Regions from separate parts of the Sus scrofa genome. Here region 1 is linked to region 2. The links are chromatin contacts, called in public Hi-C maps. All regions are on one chromosome and are shown on one strand. The core of a region is the stretch at or near the end of the contact, and the rest is flanking DNA. Distances in the headings are between cores, read along the strand shown.

The links. A called contact is a pair of places that touch in the nucleus more often than the background predicts.
Region 1: a contact with region 2 is called in a Hi-C map of embryonic fibroblasts, with 3 times the contacts expected there. The contact joins two enhancer-like sites. A contact is called at or near these places in 1 of 5 promoter capture datasets (liver), 5 of 47 Hi-C or Micro-C datasets (embryonic fibroblasts, fibroblasts, liver and 1 more) and 2 of 2 datasets of contacts at active chromatin or transcription factors (alveolar macrophages and skeletal muscle).

Annotation. Positions count from the first base shown.
Region 1 is chr8:96,548,909-96,556,623 of Sscrofa11.1, reverse strand. The region is part of intron 1 of JADE1 (protein Jade-1); the gene reads left to right. Among named protein-coding and RNA genes, the nearest start is that of JADE1, 11 kb to the left of the region's middle. Within about 2 kb of position 4,918, at least 12 of the 83 cell types and tissues checked have an H3K27ac peak or open chromatin away from gene starts, as enhancers often do. A contact at or near this core is called in alveolar macrophages and embryonic fibroblasts, where this site is marked.
Region 2 is chr8:96,466,475-96,474,161 of Sscrofa11.1, reverse strand. The region is part of intron 2 of JADE1 (protein Jade-1); the gene reads left to right. Among named protein-coding and RNA genes, the nearest start is that of JADE1, 94 kb to the left of the region's middle. Within about 2 kb of position 3,096, at least 32 of the 83 cell types and tissues checked have an H3K27ac peak or open chromatin away from gene starts, as enhancers often do. A contact at or near this core is called in alveolar macrophages and embryonic fibroblasts, where this site is marked.

The sequences.
Region 1 (7,715 bases), core at 3,669-6,168, 81 kb before region 2:
CAGGCAACCCTGTGTTTTTAAAAGCTTTATCTTTCCTGAAATTCCCTTCTTTTGGCTTGCTGTTATTTGCCACTTTTACAAGCTACTGAACCACATCACTGGTGTGAACAGCTTCAAAGCTTACATATTTTTTCTTGTAATCAGTTTCGTCGATCTTGTAACTATAAAGAGTGAGATGGTAAATCCTGAGTTCCCATTCTGAGTCAGAATTTATGACAAGAACAACGTGCTTGTGCCCAAACAGAACCATGCATGTATGGTAATATGGCACTTGAAATTTATGTACTTCCTTTTATCCAAGGAACAGAAAGTGCTTCTATAAAATGGATTAAGAGCCAACTGTCTTCAGCAGACGGTGAGAACAGTTCAAAATAGGATTGCTGAGGGAATCATTTAATTTTTGCAAGGCCAGGGTTCATGCTAAACAACCATGTTTCCCGATGTTTTACGGAAGTGGTTCCAGGAGACCACTGTCATTTCAACCCCTGCTCAGCAGTGATGAATTTAACTGCATCCTTCCCCACCAGTTGTGTAACTGAAGACATTCCTTCGTCACTGCTGTTTAGTGCTGGTTGCCGCACAGGACTAGCTTGTCATATTCGCAGAGGAGATTACTAGCAGAATGGATTCCCGTCATTCCTTTCTACAGACTAGTTAGTTCTCCTTAGTAAGGGCAACTGTATGATTTTCTTTGCTAGTTTTAAAAACCAAGCTTGTAATCAAGGCCGCTGTAATTTACAATGCTACTATAAAATAAAATGCTTCCATATTTGCATCCTTCAAAATGGCCATGGTGCAATAGGTGTTTGTATCAGTTACCTAGTGTTGCAGCATGACAATTTACCCAAAATGGAATGCCTTTAAAAATATTTATCTTCCAGTTTCCATGGATCAGGAGTCCTGGTGTGGCTTGACTGGGCCTTCAGCTTCAGGGTCTCTCACAAAACTGCAGTCAAGGTGTTACCCAGGGCTGTGGTTATCTCAAGCCTTGATGAAAGGAGAATTACTTTCATTTATAAGATTTTTGGCAGAATTCAATACTTCATGGGCTGTTGGACTAAGGCAGTGTTCCTCACAAGCTCTTGGTCGAAGGTCTATCTTGGTCCCTTGACACTTGAGCATCTCACAGGTGAGAGGGTGAGGGGGGATGCCAGTGAGAGAGAGAGGGAGGGTGCCAACGGGAGGGAAGTCAGTTTTTTGTAGCCTAATCACAGAGGTGACATCCCATCACCTCTGTCTTATGCTATTAGTTCTATTAAGCCACCAATTCATGCTTGGGGTGGAAGATTACACAGGTTATTAAAACCTTGGGTGCAAGGATTGTTGTGAGACATTTTAGAAGGCTGCCTATGTCCTTCACATACCTCTTCTCACTTTATTCTCGTAATTATTCTCCAGTGCATTATTGGTCACTCCCCCATTTTATAGAAGAGGCAATGAGTTTTCAGACTCTTCTACTTGCCCCTAGTGAGGTTACATTCATCTTTAGTGATTCTTAGTGTTTGCTCACTTATGTGTTTATTTCATGAATTTGTACAATTACAGATATTAGTGTGCTACTGTGCTGGGTTCTGGTAAGTTTGTATTCTTGGTAGAATATAGGTGTATACAAGCATTCTAATAGTTCTTAAGTGTTACTTAAGGAGAGGAACAGTTCATAAAGTATATATATCATAGTGCCTCATATATTGGGCTATATCAGTAGTAGGTATTCATTCATAAGAGTTATTAATTAATCTATTTTAAAATTTTTCCAAATAAATGAGAGCACTCTTCTGATTTTTGAGTGTCTAGGACCCACTCACTTCCATTTCAGAGATGAAACACAGATGAATAGTGGTTATGATATTAACAGTGCCCCAGAAACTGAAATGGAGAATTTCATACCATTATAGCCCATTATTTATAGCCCAACCTCTGTGTACAAACTATATGGGAAAAGCTGACATGTAACTTGAGTTAGCTCCACATAAATGTGTGAGTACCCACCCTAAGGCTCATTGCTGTATTGCTGGTGAGAGAATGTAAAAAAGTAATTTTATAAATTGAAAAATGCCTATAAACATAAGAGAAGAATCTTTAAAATTGTTGGTGCCGCTGCTTCCCTGACTTAGGTAGCCTACAATGTGCCAAGCCCTGTCCAAATTGCTTCTTAGAACGTTACTCATTTAATTCTCCTCACAATTTCTCTGAAAAGCAAGGTCCAATGTGGCAGTCACTGGTGGTACCAAAGGGGTTTAGTTCTGTTTGCTGAGGATGGTTCTGGGCTTTTTTTTTTTTTTTCTTCACTGCCACACATGTAGTATATGGAAGTTCCTGGGGCTAGAGGTTGAATCAGAGCTGCAGATGCTGGCCTACACCTCAGCCACAGCAACACTGGATCTGAGCTGCATCTGTGACCTACACTGCATCTTGCAACAAGGCCAAATTTTTAACCCACTGAGCGAGGCCAGGGATCAAACTCGCATCTCCAAGGATGCCACGTCAGGTTCTTAACCCACTGAGCCATAATGGGAACTCACCTCTAAGTGAAACTTTTTTAAGTCTCGCATATTTATTACTGAGCCAACATACTATTGCAGAAACACTGCCACAAAGAGAAAAGTCATTTTCCCAGTAAAAACACATCTAGCTGTTCAGATACTACTGATGTTTTCAGAGTGATATGGTAAGACGCAAGTGACCTGACACAGCATAAATATCTGTGCCACCTCATGTGCAGGACTCCTTATACACCCAGCTTGGGTCATCTCCAGTGTCTTCTGTTGGAGTTGTACCTGATTTTATTACCAGTAAATTACTAGTAAACTTCCTAACTGACATAGAAAATCCTAGGGTTTATGGTAGTGAGATTATACCCTACACAGAAACAGATCTCTGCAATCATGTTTTTCCTTTTTAGAAAGATAGAATACCTTTAGACATAACAGAAGATACTCCGGGATTTGAGTCAGTGAGAAGAACTACAGGTGAAAGTATTTCTTGACTAGCAGAAAGGCAGGAGTTCTTCTGGGGCCCGTTATCTTGCAAACAAGATGTAGCCTAGAGACAGTGATGTGGTCGTATCCAATCTATGCAGTTACTCTGGGGCAAAAAAAGAGACAAGCCCAGTTTAATAAAACCCAACAGCAGACACCTAGAGAATCAATAAATGTTGGTTGATGCCCATAACGCAACGTGGAAGCCAATCTACTCCAACTGGAAGACCTTTTGCAGATAGTTATTTTTGAACAATCTAAGATGTGTTAAAGCAAAAATAGAAATGACTGGTAGCAGAAATCCTGACTTGCTGCCTTGAAATCATTAGTTCATTGTGGTTGACTGCACACTTTTTATGGTATGGTCAAGAGGTCCCCATGATTCAGTACCTTCTTTTCCTACCACCTGACTCTCTTAGGAAAAAAAAAAGACATTGCTAAAATATTCTGTAGAACCAGTACTCTAAGTAGCAGCCTCTATAGCAACAGAGCAGGTAGGAGGTAGCTGCTATAGTTTCTTTTACTTTTTTCCTCCAAATATCCAGATTTCTAAGTGTTAAAAAAACACAAACACCAAAAAACTCATTAGAATTTTGGATTAAAGACAGCTATCTGTCTCTCATTTTTGATATGCCAGCTGATAATTGGGCTATAGCTGAGTCTAAAAATAACATACAGTACATTAAAATAATATTCCTTGGCTACATTTCCAAAGTGGTATTCTGGGATTTCTGTGCATTAATCTTGTAACAATAACAGGATTTGCGCTTTTAACTCCCCTGGTGTAGCTTTGAAAATCTAGCCTAAAGCAGCTAATGTTGCAGTTTAAATCATACTCTCACTATCCTTAGGGAAATGTGGAGATTAAAAAAATGACAACCCAGCTGCTCAAATGACCTATACCAGGGAGAATAAGAGAAACAACGTATTTCCCCTCAGGAACTAGGCTGATCAGTATAAATATTTCTTGTAATAAAAGCTTTAAAATTTGTATCCCACCTCAGAGAACCCACCCTAGATATTTCCAGTGTGGACATACTAGGTTTCTCACAGGCGAGGGAGACAATCTGGTTGCTGAATAACTGGAATTGAACTGGGTTCATGTGTGGGAGCCTCTGTGTGTGTGTAGGTGTGTCTGTGTGTGTGTGTTTGTGTGTGTTGTGTGTGTGTGTGTAGGGAAGGAAGGCGAAAGAAGCTGTCATTATTGTATGTTTCTGGTAAACATTCTTTTATCCCTGCAGAAATTTGGGTGTATCCCAGAAATTAGGTGTTGTTAATCCTGTCAGCTAAAACAAATGCATATCCTAAACACAGCTCTAAATGGAATCTCTGACTGGCTCTAAATTGAATTGGCAGGAGTTTTTCAATGATATCATTAATTGCATTTTATTAATTGAGAAAAAAGAGCTTTTGTGTAGCTGTGGTTGTGATGGGCTAGATTTAATCAGTGTAGGTACCACTAACAGGCTGGCACTGCTTTTGGCCTTCGTTGCCTTTGAAATTCTAAAATGGAAAAGGAGGCCAACATGCTGAGCAATTATTTCAGAACAGATTGCCCGTTAACATTTCATAATATCACCGAAATACATCCTTTCTGGGACAGAGACTTGCTTTGGCTATGAACATCCAAGAGGTGGCAGCACCCCACACTTTGTTGTTGGTTGTATCCCTCCAGGCAGAGCTCACCGCAGAGGTCTCATCATTGCGTCACCTGAAAGCCAGTTTGCAGCGTGGGGGTGGGGGGAGTGATGAAAGAGCGATATAGCCTTTTGCATCTCAGTTCTTTGGGAGAGTTCAGGAAACAGCTGCATGGATCGTTTTAAATGGATTTGAAAAGGGTTTTTGTTTTTTTCTTTCTTTTTCCCCTGAAATCTTCAGCCCTGTGTGATATCTTTCTATGAAGACCACATGGGTACACTTATGGATTTCCTGGTTTGCTCTCTGAAGAAGGAAGAGTTTCAATTGTCAGGGATCCCCTGGGACCTCATTGTCAATTGCCTGTACTTGTCTTTATAAACACAGGAAGGTGGGATTAAGACAGCATCACTGACAATCATTTTTCAGAGCATGTGTTAGTGCAAGGCACTTAACACTGCATTGAGAATGTGACACTATCCTAACCTAGAACACTTCTTTTATTCCACAATCATTCTCCCAGCCCCTCCCTCATCTCATGCTAAAAATATTCCACAGAACAAATAGCTGTTGAGATAGCATGAAAGTCTGCATAAGTTAAGTACCAACATAGCCTGACATGCTAAGTGTCAAATGCCTGGGATGAAAAGCATCAGGTGATGTGGATAAGGGAGCATCAGGGCTGGTCTAGACTAGCCAATGACCAGGTATCTATAAAACCTGGCCCTCCGCATGTGTGTTAGTTTGAGGGCAAGAGCTGGGACACAGTAAGGGAACTTTGCTGGTGGGGTTATTGGCAGGATACAAGAGATAGAACTCTCATGGGAAACTAGTCTCCAGGAGGCCATGAGGAAGCTGAAGCTGGTCCAGCATAGCTCAACCACGGGTGTTCCTATCCCCACTCTCTCCATTGTAAGTTCTTGGCTTCTGTGTCTTCACAATTGCAGCTACCAACTTGGCCTAACTTTCAGCTGTGTGCGGCTTGTCAGTAGCTCGCTTATTTATTTATTTATTTATTTATTTATTCTTTTTGCCTTTGCTAGGGCCACTCCTGCGACATATGAAGGTTCCCAGGCTAGAGGTGTAATCGGAGCTGTAGCTACCGGCCTACGCCAGAGCCACAGCAACGCAGGATCTGAGCCACGTCTGCGACCTACACCACAGCTCACAGCAACGCTGAATCTTTAACCCACTGAGCAAGGCAAGGGATTGAACCCGCAACTCATGGTTCCTAGTTGGATTTGTTAACCACTGTGCCACGACAGAACTCCAGTAGTTCATTTCTCTAGCTTAGTCTCAACATTGGCACTCTGAAACCCTTTCCCATAGCTTTCCTACATGGTCTGTGCTCTCTGTATACATCTTTTCAGCTTCTGTTCCCACTTAATGACCATCTTCCCCATATTTCCCATTCAGTTTTCATAAAGAGAAGGGGAGAGAGGGGATAGAGAGAGAAGGGGGAGGGGGACAGGGAGAAAGAGTCTCATTGGTTCATTACATAATCACATGGTCCCTGTCTGGATTGAGCTTTGGAGGCCTGACTGCCTCCCAGAGGATGAGCTGGACCGTGATTGGCAGTCCTTGAATCTCCTTTATTAAAGACCTGCTCAGGTGCTCCCCAGCCTAGTAGAGAGTTGGCATGAGTTCCTTTCAGGAGGGCTGTGGATGTGAAAAGCACTGACTGACATTTTGCCCCTTTCTCCATACAAAAGAAGGAGCAGCAGTGTTCTCAGGCTCCATAATGCTGAGTGTCCTAGGGTCAGGGTACTGCTGCCCTTGTGGGTTGCTCAAACCTAGTAAAAGATGAATTTTTCATCTCTTTTCTTCTTTGCAGGAATTCAATCATGCAACTTGGGGAATGATCTTAAGGGTGGTATTTTACACTCATAATTCCACAGACTTGGAGAAAGGGGAATAGAACCTTCATTTGAACCATGATGTCATGCAATTTTGAATAGTGCAGATTTGTTAGGGCCAGGCTGGGGGAGGGTTTTGGTTGGATTAGATGCAAATCTCCTACTGTAATCAAGTTTTCCATAATGAGATCTGACTTTATATTTTAATCCAAAGACAGGGCTACTTCTAAATGCCGTTAACACATTCAACAATGAGTAACTTACCTGTTGCCCACTGAGTTGGCAGCAAAACTGGGTGTGACGGTCAAGCCATCTGGAGCAGGGGTGAGGGAAGCACACAGGATATGAAGGAAAGATAGCTGCTGCAGTTTCTTGGCTTTGGCCTTTGCCTTCCTCTAGTTGTTTTACTGTTACATTGAGGGCATGTAGCAAAATGAGGCAGGCCCCACAAGGGGCTTATTTGCTTTTGATTACTTCCATTTGAGCCACCAAGAACTTGTGGAGCTTTTTCTTTTTCTTTTTTTTTCCTTGAGGTCCTGAATGTCCCCTCCATCTCTTCCAATATTAGCCAGTCTTAGCCATAAGGTGTTGCCGGTGTATACTAACTGTGGATGTGAGGATAAAGCAGGGTGTGAATTATGGTTGATTTTTAGTGGTGATTTGAGTCCCTTCAGCACATCTATAGAGATTTCAGTACATGGTGAATTTGGTCACTAACTGCACTGCTTCATGGCATCACATATGTCATTATTTGAAGTTTGAGAAAAATTATTTGATTTTCCCTGATGTTGTTTGAGCTCACTAATTAGATTGTAACTTCCTTAAAAGAGAAGGGGCTTCTATACTCTTACTAAGCATCTCCTGCCGTGTCAGAGTTTTATATAAGGAGTGGGCATTCACTCTTGTTGAATTGTTTTGACTCAATCTCAATTTCGTGTTCAGCTCAGATTTCCTTTTTTCTTTTTTCTTTCTTTTTTTTTTTTTTTTTTTGTATTTTTGCCTTTTCTAGGGACACTCCCATGGCTTATGGAGGTTCCCAGGCTAGGGGTCTAATCAGAGCTGTAGCCACTGGCTTATGCCACAGCCACAGCAATGCGCAATGCAAGCCATGTCTGCAACCTACACCACAGCTCACTGCAATGCCGGATCCTTAACCCACTGAGCAAGGCCAGGGATTGAACCTGAAACCTCATAGTTCCTAGTCAGATTTGTTAACCACTGATCCATGATGGGAACTCCTCAGATT
Region 2 (7,687 bases), core at 1,847-4,346:
ACTTGGGTCCCACAGGATTTAGATGGGATTTATACTGTCAAATTTGGGAGTCACAGGTATCTCTGTACCAAGTATCTTCATTACTCTCATTACTACCATTACTGATGCAGTGCTTGCATGGGTTACTCTGTGCTAAGCACTTTAAAAGCAAAATCTCACTGATTTCTCACTATGGAGGAAGATCACTATTATGGTCTCTGTTTTAGAGATAAAGAAAATGAGACCTAATACTTTTCTCAAGGTCAAATCACTAATAAGTGGTGAGTCAGGGAGTTAAATCAACATCTTTTCTTCAGTCCAAAGCCCATGTCTACAGTGTGATCTGAGATACTCTGGGAAAGGCTCATCTAAACCAGAAACTCAAAATTCCACCCTTAAGTGATTTTTTTTTTTTTTGAGTCTTGTAGGCTTTATAGGGGCAGTAGGGATAAGAGGGTGAAACATACCCAAAGAGAGTGTTCTAGTATATTGGAAATAGTTGGTGAACTGTAATATTTTAAGTTCCTGCCAACTAATTTCTCACTATGGGTCAGTTGACAATTATAAAAGCTTTCCCTTTAGCAATAGTTTACATGGGAAAGAGGAGCCAGAAAGGGGCAGAGAGGAAGAGAATATCTGAAAGGAGAGTAGAAGGTGCTAAAAACTAAAGAAAGGGAGGAAGGGTCCTTTTGGTCTTTATAAGGGCTCTAAGTGCCACTGAGGTAATGGTGTTACTTCAGGTAGATCAAAGTGAAGGGCAAATGCAATGCCCATCCAGAGCATTTTTTGGGTTTCCTGTTGCTGCTGTAATAATAATAATTTGTGGTAACTTGCACAGACTTAGTGGCTTAAAACAACACATATTTATCCACCTATAATTCTGGAGCTCAGAAGTCTGAAAGGCTCTCACTGGGTTAAATTCAAGGTGTCAGCAGAATTGTATTCTTTCTTGAGGCTCTAGGGAAGAACCATTTCCTTGCCTTTTCCAGCTTTTAGAGGCTGGAACCTGCATGCCTTAGCTTGTGGTCTCTTCTTCCATCCCCAAAGCCAGCAGCATAACTTCCAATCTCTCTGGCTCTAACTCTGGCCCTTACTCTCTTGCTCCTCCTTTCACTTATAAGGACCAGTGTGATTACACTGGGCCACTTGGATAAACAGGGTTATCTCCCAATTTCAAAGTCCGTAACTTAATCATATCTGCAAAGTCTCTTTTGCCATATGTAGGGTTCCATGTTCTGGGGATTTGGCTGTAGACATCTTCAGGGTGCAGTAGTCTGCCTACTGCAAGTGTGGATACAGTGGAAGTTAGGGATCAGGAGACTCGGTTCCAATCTTGGTACTATCATTGAGGAGTTATGTGCCTTGGGGCAAAGTCTCAACTTCTCTGGGTTATTGCCTCCTAGGTGCCTTTACCTAAACACTGGGAGGCACGACTCCAGCTAATTAAAAGCCAACCCTGTTTTACACACCTGCAAATGACACTGTAGCATTTATTTAAGGCCATTTCTGAACATGTCATTAGTCCTTCTAATGGTGTTTCTGCAGGTTCTCCGCTGAATTCAGCTTACCGTTCTACATTTACTTACACTTTGCCTGCAGAGTGTGTAAGTTTTCAATTTCTCGTTTTAAATAAGGGGCTCCAATTCTGTAGCATGGCTGATGCATTAAATATCCACAGCCAAATTGCTTAACGCCCAGGTTTTTTTTCCCCTTCAAATTAAAGCTTTTAAAACACTGAGACTCCATGCTGGCTGAATGACACACACAGACTTTCTGCTGGCTCTCGGGGGCAGGCGATACTGGTTCCTGTCAAGTTCTAAATCTGGATGCTTTTTTATAGTGGAACAACTAAAAGGAATTGCTTCCTTATGATATATAACTACTACTTATTATAGACTGATCCATTTTGCAGCAGGGAGGTGGCAGGCAGGGGGCTGGAGGAAGAACAAGAACCAATCTTAGAACTGAGAGAAAGTAACCTTCTAATTGCCTTTTCCATGACAGCATCATAAGCTTCTTTATGGCAGCTTTATTTCAAAGTGACCTGCCACACAGCTCTAATTTTTCTGGTGTCACTCATGCAGGTTTAAAAAGTGATTGGTTTTATGGCTTTTATTTGGGAATTTGTCAAGGTTTCACATTTGTGGCCTAATACTCCATAATTTGGTGTTTAAAGGGATATTGGTGAGTAACCTCCTTGGGCCCACAGGTGCCTTTAGTGATCACATCTTTATGCCTAGCAGGGAAATCTCTATAATTTCTTTTATGCTACAGTAAACCTTTGCTGTCAGGAAACTCCATTCCAGGTTCCAGGGGACTTCTGGCATCCTGGGATGGGAGAAAAGCCTTTCAAGCTTCGTGATCAGATTGATATTTAAACCTAATTTGCATGAAATGTACTTCAGGTGTTAGTAAACCCCACTCCGGTCAGCATATTCCGGCCATCCAGATTTACACATACGCACTCTCTTTTATGACTCACGGTCTGGAAATGAAAAGCGCTGGACTCTGAATCCAATCCCTTTCTCTCTCTCTCTCCCCCTCTCTCCCTCTCTCTCTCCCCCTTTCTCCCCCTCCCTACATCCCCCCTTCCCTCCCTCTCTCTCTCCCTCCCCCCACCCTTAGGATCTCAAAACCCCTAACAGATGTTTTTAAAAGCCTCACTTTTGAGGGCTGTTTTGGCCCCCTGCCACTGTGTGTACTTTTAGGTTTAATGAAAATTGGTGCCTCCCAAGCTCTACTCTCAAGGGGGAAAGCGGCTACTCTCTGGTGAACTTGCTGGTTCTTGCTCAGGAAGAACACACGGGGCTGGTGAGGTCGTTTGTAAACACACACACACAGACACACACACACACACACAGACACACACACACACACAGACACACACACACACACACACACACACACACACACACACACACACACACACACACACCCCTACACCTGCTTCGTTTTTGGCTCCTTGCTCTCCCGGTTGCCTGGGTTGCCTCAGTTTGGTGCATACCTGCTGGTGTTTATCACAGTTGGCATTTCTCTCCCTCCAGTGCGCCTCAGTGTAGCCGGTGCTTATTTGAGCAGCAGGCGATTTTTCTGAAGTGACCTCCGCAGGGCAGGAGATTTATGATGGCGTTAGCTTTCATTATGTGTCGAGGCTGCCTCGTGAGCTCACTGCATCGCTGTCAGAGGAAGAGCAGAACGCTTCCCAGAATAAGCCTCCGGTATTATCTTTGAACATATGTTCTTGATTAAATGAGAAGAGGAAAGTCTCTTCGTTTTTCCCATTTGGAGGTTAAAGTGGAGGGTTTGTCTAAAAACAGATTGCAGTAAATTGTGGGTTTATTTGAACAGTATGTCAACATTATTTACTCATGGAAAAAAAAAATCTCAAATTGATAGGTTTCTTTTAATTACCTCATCCTGAAAGCTGCTCTCAACAAACAGCAAATATTTCAGAAGCCATTTGGATAAGTCTGGAAATGTTGAATTACTGGAAACCTGCCGAGAATAATACCTTTGAAAATGTTTCCATAGTACTAAGTATAAGAAAACTTGATTAGGAAACAGCTTGTCTCTGAGCATACTGGGTATTGCCTTCTGCGATCTTGCTGGCCTCCTTGTAAAAGATGGCTTGCAAGATTCTTGTCTGATGCCCATCATGCCACCTTTCATGCCACCCCGAAAACAGGTACTTTTCTGGAGCTAGGTGTCACTGTCTGTCACTCAGACCAGAGAGGCCTTGTTTAACCCCACTATGATAATGTCTGCCTCTTGGGCTCCGTCCAGGAAACACAAAAGCTGAATGAAAGAAGTTCAGTAATTGAGTGAGTCCAAAGAGCTCTGCTAGCAAATCTGGGCCAAAGTCCATTTTACGGACAATGTCCTTTGACTTCATTGCTTAGTCCTGACTAGCAGAAAAGATGATCTGATAGACACAGCCATTCCCAGGGCCCAGACCCATTTGGGGGGTGAGGGAGGTAGCTGAGGGGAAGATGACAAGGAGACTTATATGTAAGCCACTCATCTACACTTACACCCCTGGGCTCATGTCCTTTTGTGCCTTCCTTGCTTGTGATGTTTGCTTTTTGTGTGTGTAAGGGACTGAGGAGTGGTGGCAAGTGTCCTATATGTGAGAGTTTGGAGTGGATTTGGGGCCAGTTCACCATGATTTACCCTGGTCTCAAGTGCTTTGCACACATTCCATACTTTGGGTGACATTCCATGTAGCAATGTATTATATTGGGTTTCCTTCTTGGGAAACTTCTAAGCTATGTATCTCATTAAGAGCATTTCATATGACATGGGCATGTGCAGGGCTGATTTCAGGACTTCTATGTGTGCTTATATAGTTGTTTGAGTATTAAAAATTGTTAAATATTGATAGCTCTACCAGTTGGTAAATAACTGCCTGAAAGCCACTACCCAGCATGAAGAGGGAGCCTTCACAACTGTGAAGGGACACTGGAGCCTCATGGCCCTCGGTTGAATGTGCAGTTGCCAGTAGCTTGAGCTTCAGAGAAGCTTTCCTGTGCCTATGTAACCCTCTAGGCAGCCAGAGTGCTGAGCTTCCTTGGCCCCAGTTTGGGTTTGTGTGGAGGAGGTCAGACAAAAGAGATTTGTCAGGGCAGTGTTCCCAGTCATGCCAACAAAATTCACTTTTTAAAAGTTTTGAGTTATTGGGGATATCAAAGCTTCTTTCTTCCTACCCTTGCAAATCTTTTCCTCCACATACCAGTGTGAAGTCCAGAGCCTTCACTGTGGAGACCAGTTCAAGGACGGAAGATGTAATTCTAGTCTCAGCTCCAACACTTAATAACTCTATGACCTTGGGCAAGGGACTTAACCTCTCCACAATGCAGTTTTCTCATCTGCAGAATATTGATGTTGGACTCAATTCCTTCCAGCTGTAACAACAAATGACTTTTAGTCTTTAAATTTCTGTTTACTAGCCCATTCACCCACCCCATCAATGGGTATGCCATTTATACTTCAGGAAAGAAAGAAAAATAATATCATCTGCTAACAAGTAATGTTTGAATACCAGGTAAGGTAAGAATGATGCCAAGTGCTCTGATGCAGCCTGAAAGAGGGAGGTGACAGGCACAGGATATGGCTGGCTTGCTCCCCCTGCTCACCATGTCAGTTAACGCAAGTGGGCACCTCAGCTGTGCTCAGCTGATAGAGCTTCATGCTAGTGGAGCCTCACACTGGTCCAATTTCTACTCCCCCTGGCTAAAGTGATCTGTTTTGTGGTCCTAGTAACCACCTTTAAAATGTGTATTGTGGCTCATCAGGGGCCCCTAAAAAGTATGTAGTTGGGTCATTACTATTAACAAGGAAAATAATCTTTACAAGTGATAATGTCATATATTTGACATAAAGGGGCATTGTGTTAGTGAAAGAGCATTTTTTTGGACTCATTTTGAGTATTGGTAGATGGAATTTATACATTATGCTCTTTCTTTTTTTTTAAAGAAAATTAAAGCTTTTTTATTTCCTTCGTTTTATTATCAGGAACACTCTTAGAGAACTGTAAATTTTATAGCAATCCTTTAAACAGAGGGTGATATAAGATCTTTTCTTAAACATGTCTATAGTTTATTTTTTATTTTTTATTAATGTTATTTTTTTGTCTTTTGTCCTCTCAGGGCCCCACCCGCAGCATATGGAGTTCCCAGGCTAGGGGTCTAATTGGAGCTGTAGCCACTGGCCTACGCCAGAGCCACAGCAACACCAGATCTGAGCCGTGTCTGCGACCTACACATCTCACGACAACACCAGATCCTAAACCCAGTGAGCTAGGCCAGGGATTGAACCCGCAACCTCATGGTTCCTAGTCAGATTCATTTCTGCTGTGCCACAATGGGAACTTCCTAGTTTATTTTTTTTTAATTTTATTATGATTGATTTACAATGTTTTATCAATTTCCACTGTACAGCAAAGTGACCCGGTTATACATATAAATGGCTCACATCCTCCATCATGTTCCATCACAAGGGATTAGATTTATAGTTCCCTGTGCTATACAGCAAGATCTCATTGCCCATCCACTCCAGATGCAAGAATTTTTATCTACCAATCCAAGACTCCCAATCCATCCTACTCCCTCCCCCTCCCCCTGGCAAACATGAATCTGTCCTCCATGTCCATGATCTTTTCTGTTTTGTAGGTAGATCATTTGTGCTGTATTTTAAACTCCACATATAAATGATATCATGTGTGTCTGTCTTTCCCTTCCTGACTTATTTCATTCAGTATGAGAGTCTCTACTTCATGTTGCTGCAAATGGCATTATTTTGTATGTTTTTATGGCTGAGTAGTATTCCAATATACATGTACCACATCTTCCTAATCCATTCATCCATCAATGGGCATTTAGGTTGTTTCCATGTTGTGGCTATTGTGAATAGTGCTGCGATGAACATACAGGTGCATGTATCTTTTTCAGTGATATTTTCAACTGACAAAGGTTTACTCTCCAAAATATACAAACGAGTCATACAATTCAACAATAACAACCAAAAAACCCAACTGAAAAATGGGCAGGCAACCTAAATAGAATTTCAACAAACAAGACATCCATATGGCCAGCAGGCACATGAAAAAAATGCTCAATGTCACTAATTATTAGAGAAATGCAAATCAAAACTACAATGAGGTACCACCTCACACCAGTTAGAGTGGCCATCATTAACAAGTCAACAAATAACAAATGGAAATAAGATCTTTAAAATCAAAGTCAATGATAGAAATAGTAACAGAAATAGAAATAAGATCCTAGTACAATGTCATTTAGGCATTTTTCCAAAAAAATCTTATTAAATCTTAGAAGTGTTTCTTGGACTAAGGGATACTAAAGAAGCAGTATACTCAAAATTGAGATACAACATCAAAATTGCAAATATTTATAATTGGATAAAATATTCTATAGTGAAAATATCCCTAATCATATATATATGCTCTTTCTTTTTGATTTTAAATAAGTTTTTGGTCTTTTACCTGTAATTTTTTTTTTTTTTTTTTTTTTGGTCTTTTTAGGGCTACACCTGTGGCATATGGATGTTCTCAGGCTAGGGGTCAAATCAGAGCTGTGGCCACTGACCTACACTACAGCCACAGCAACACCAGGTCTGAACTGCATCTGTGAGCTCATGGCAACACCGAATTCTTAACCCATTGAGCAAGGCCAGGAATCAAACCTTCATCCTCATGAATGCTAGTGAGATTCGATTCTGCTGAGCTATGACAGGAACTCCAAACCTGTAACTTTTTGTGTCGTGGGGGTATTTTAGGATAGGGGAGAGGAGAGAACTGTTCCATCTCTTACTTTAGAATAAATATCATTCATAACTTCAAAGCTAATGTACAAAAATTCATTTTGTAAATTTTTATTATCAATGTATTCCCTACATGGAGATTATCATTAGTCATATAATGTTACAGTCATCAACAAGGATGACTAGGACTAAAATACTGTGATATTTACTGTTATCTGCTATTGGGAAGATTGTTGTTTTATGCTTGTTAAGGACAGAAGAATTTATAGATCGATGTGTGAGCCTATGGTTTTCTGAATTTCGAGTTCTGGCCTAGCTTGTATGTCTAAGGGCTTCAGTACCATGACGTTGATAGAAAAGTGTTGTGGCTTTGAGGTCACCGCTCTTGTTTTTTAGGAAAGTGTGTTTTTAATCTGGATTTTCATTTCATTTC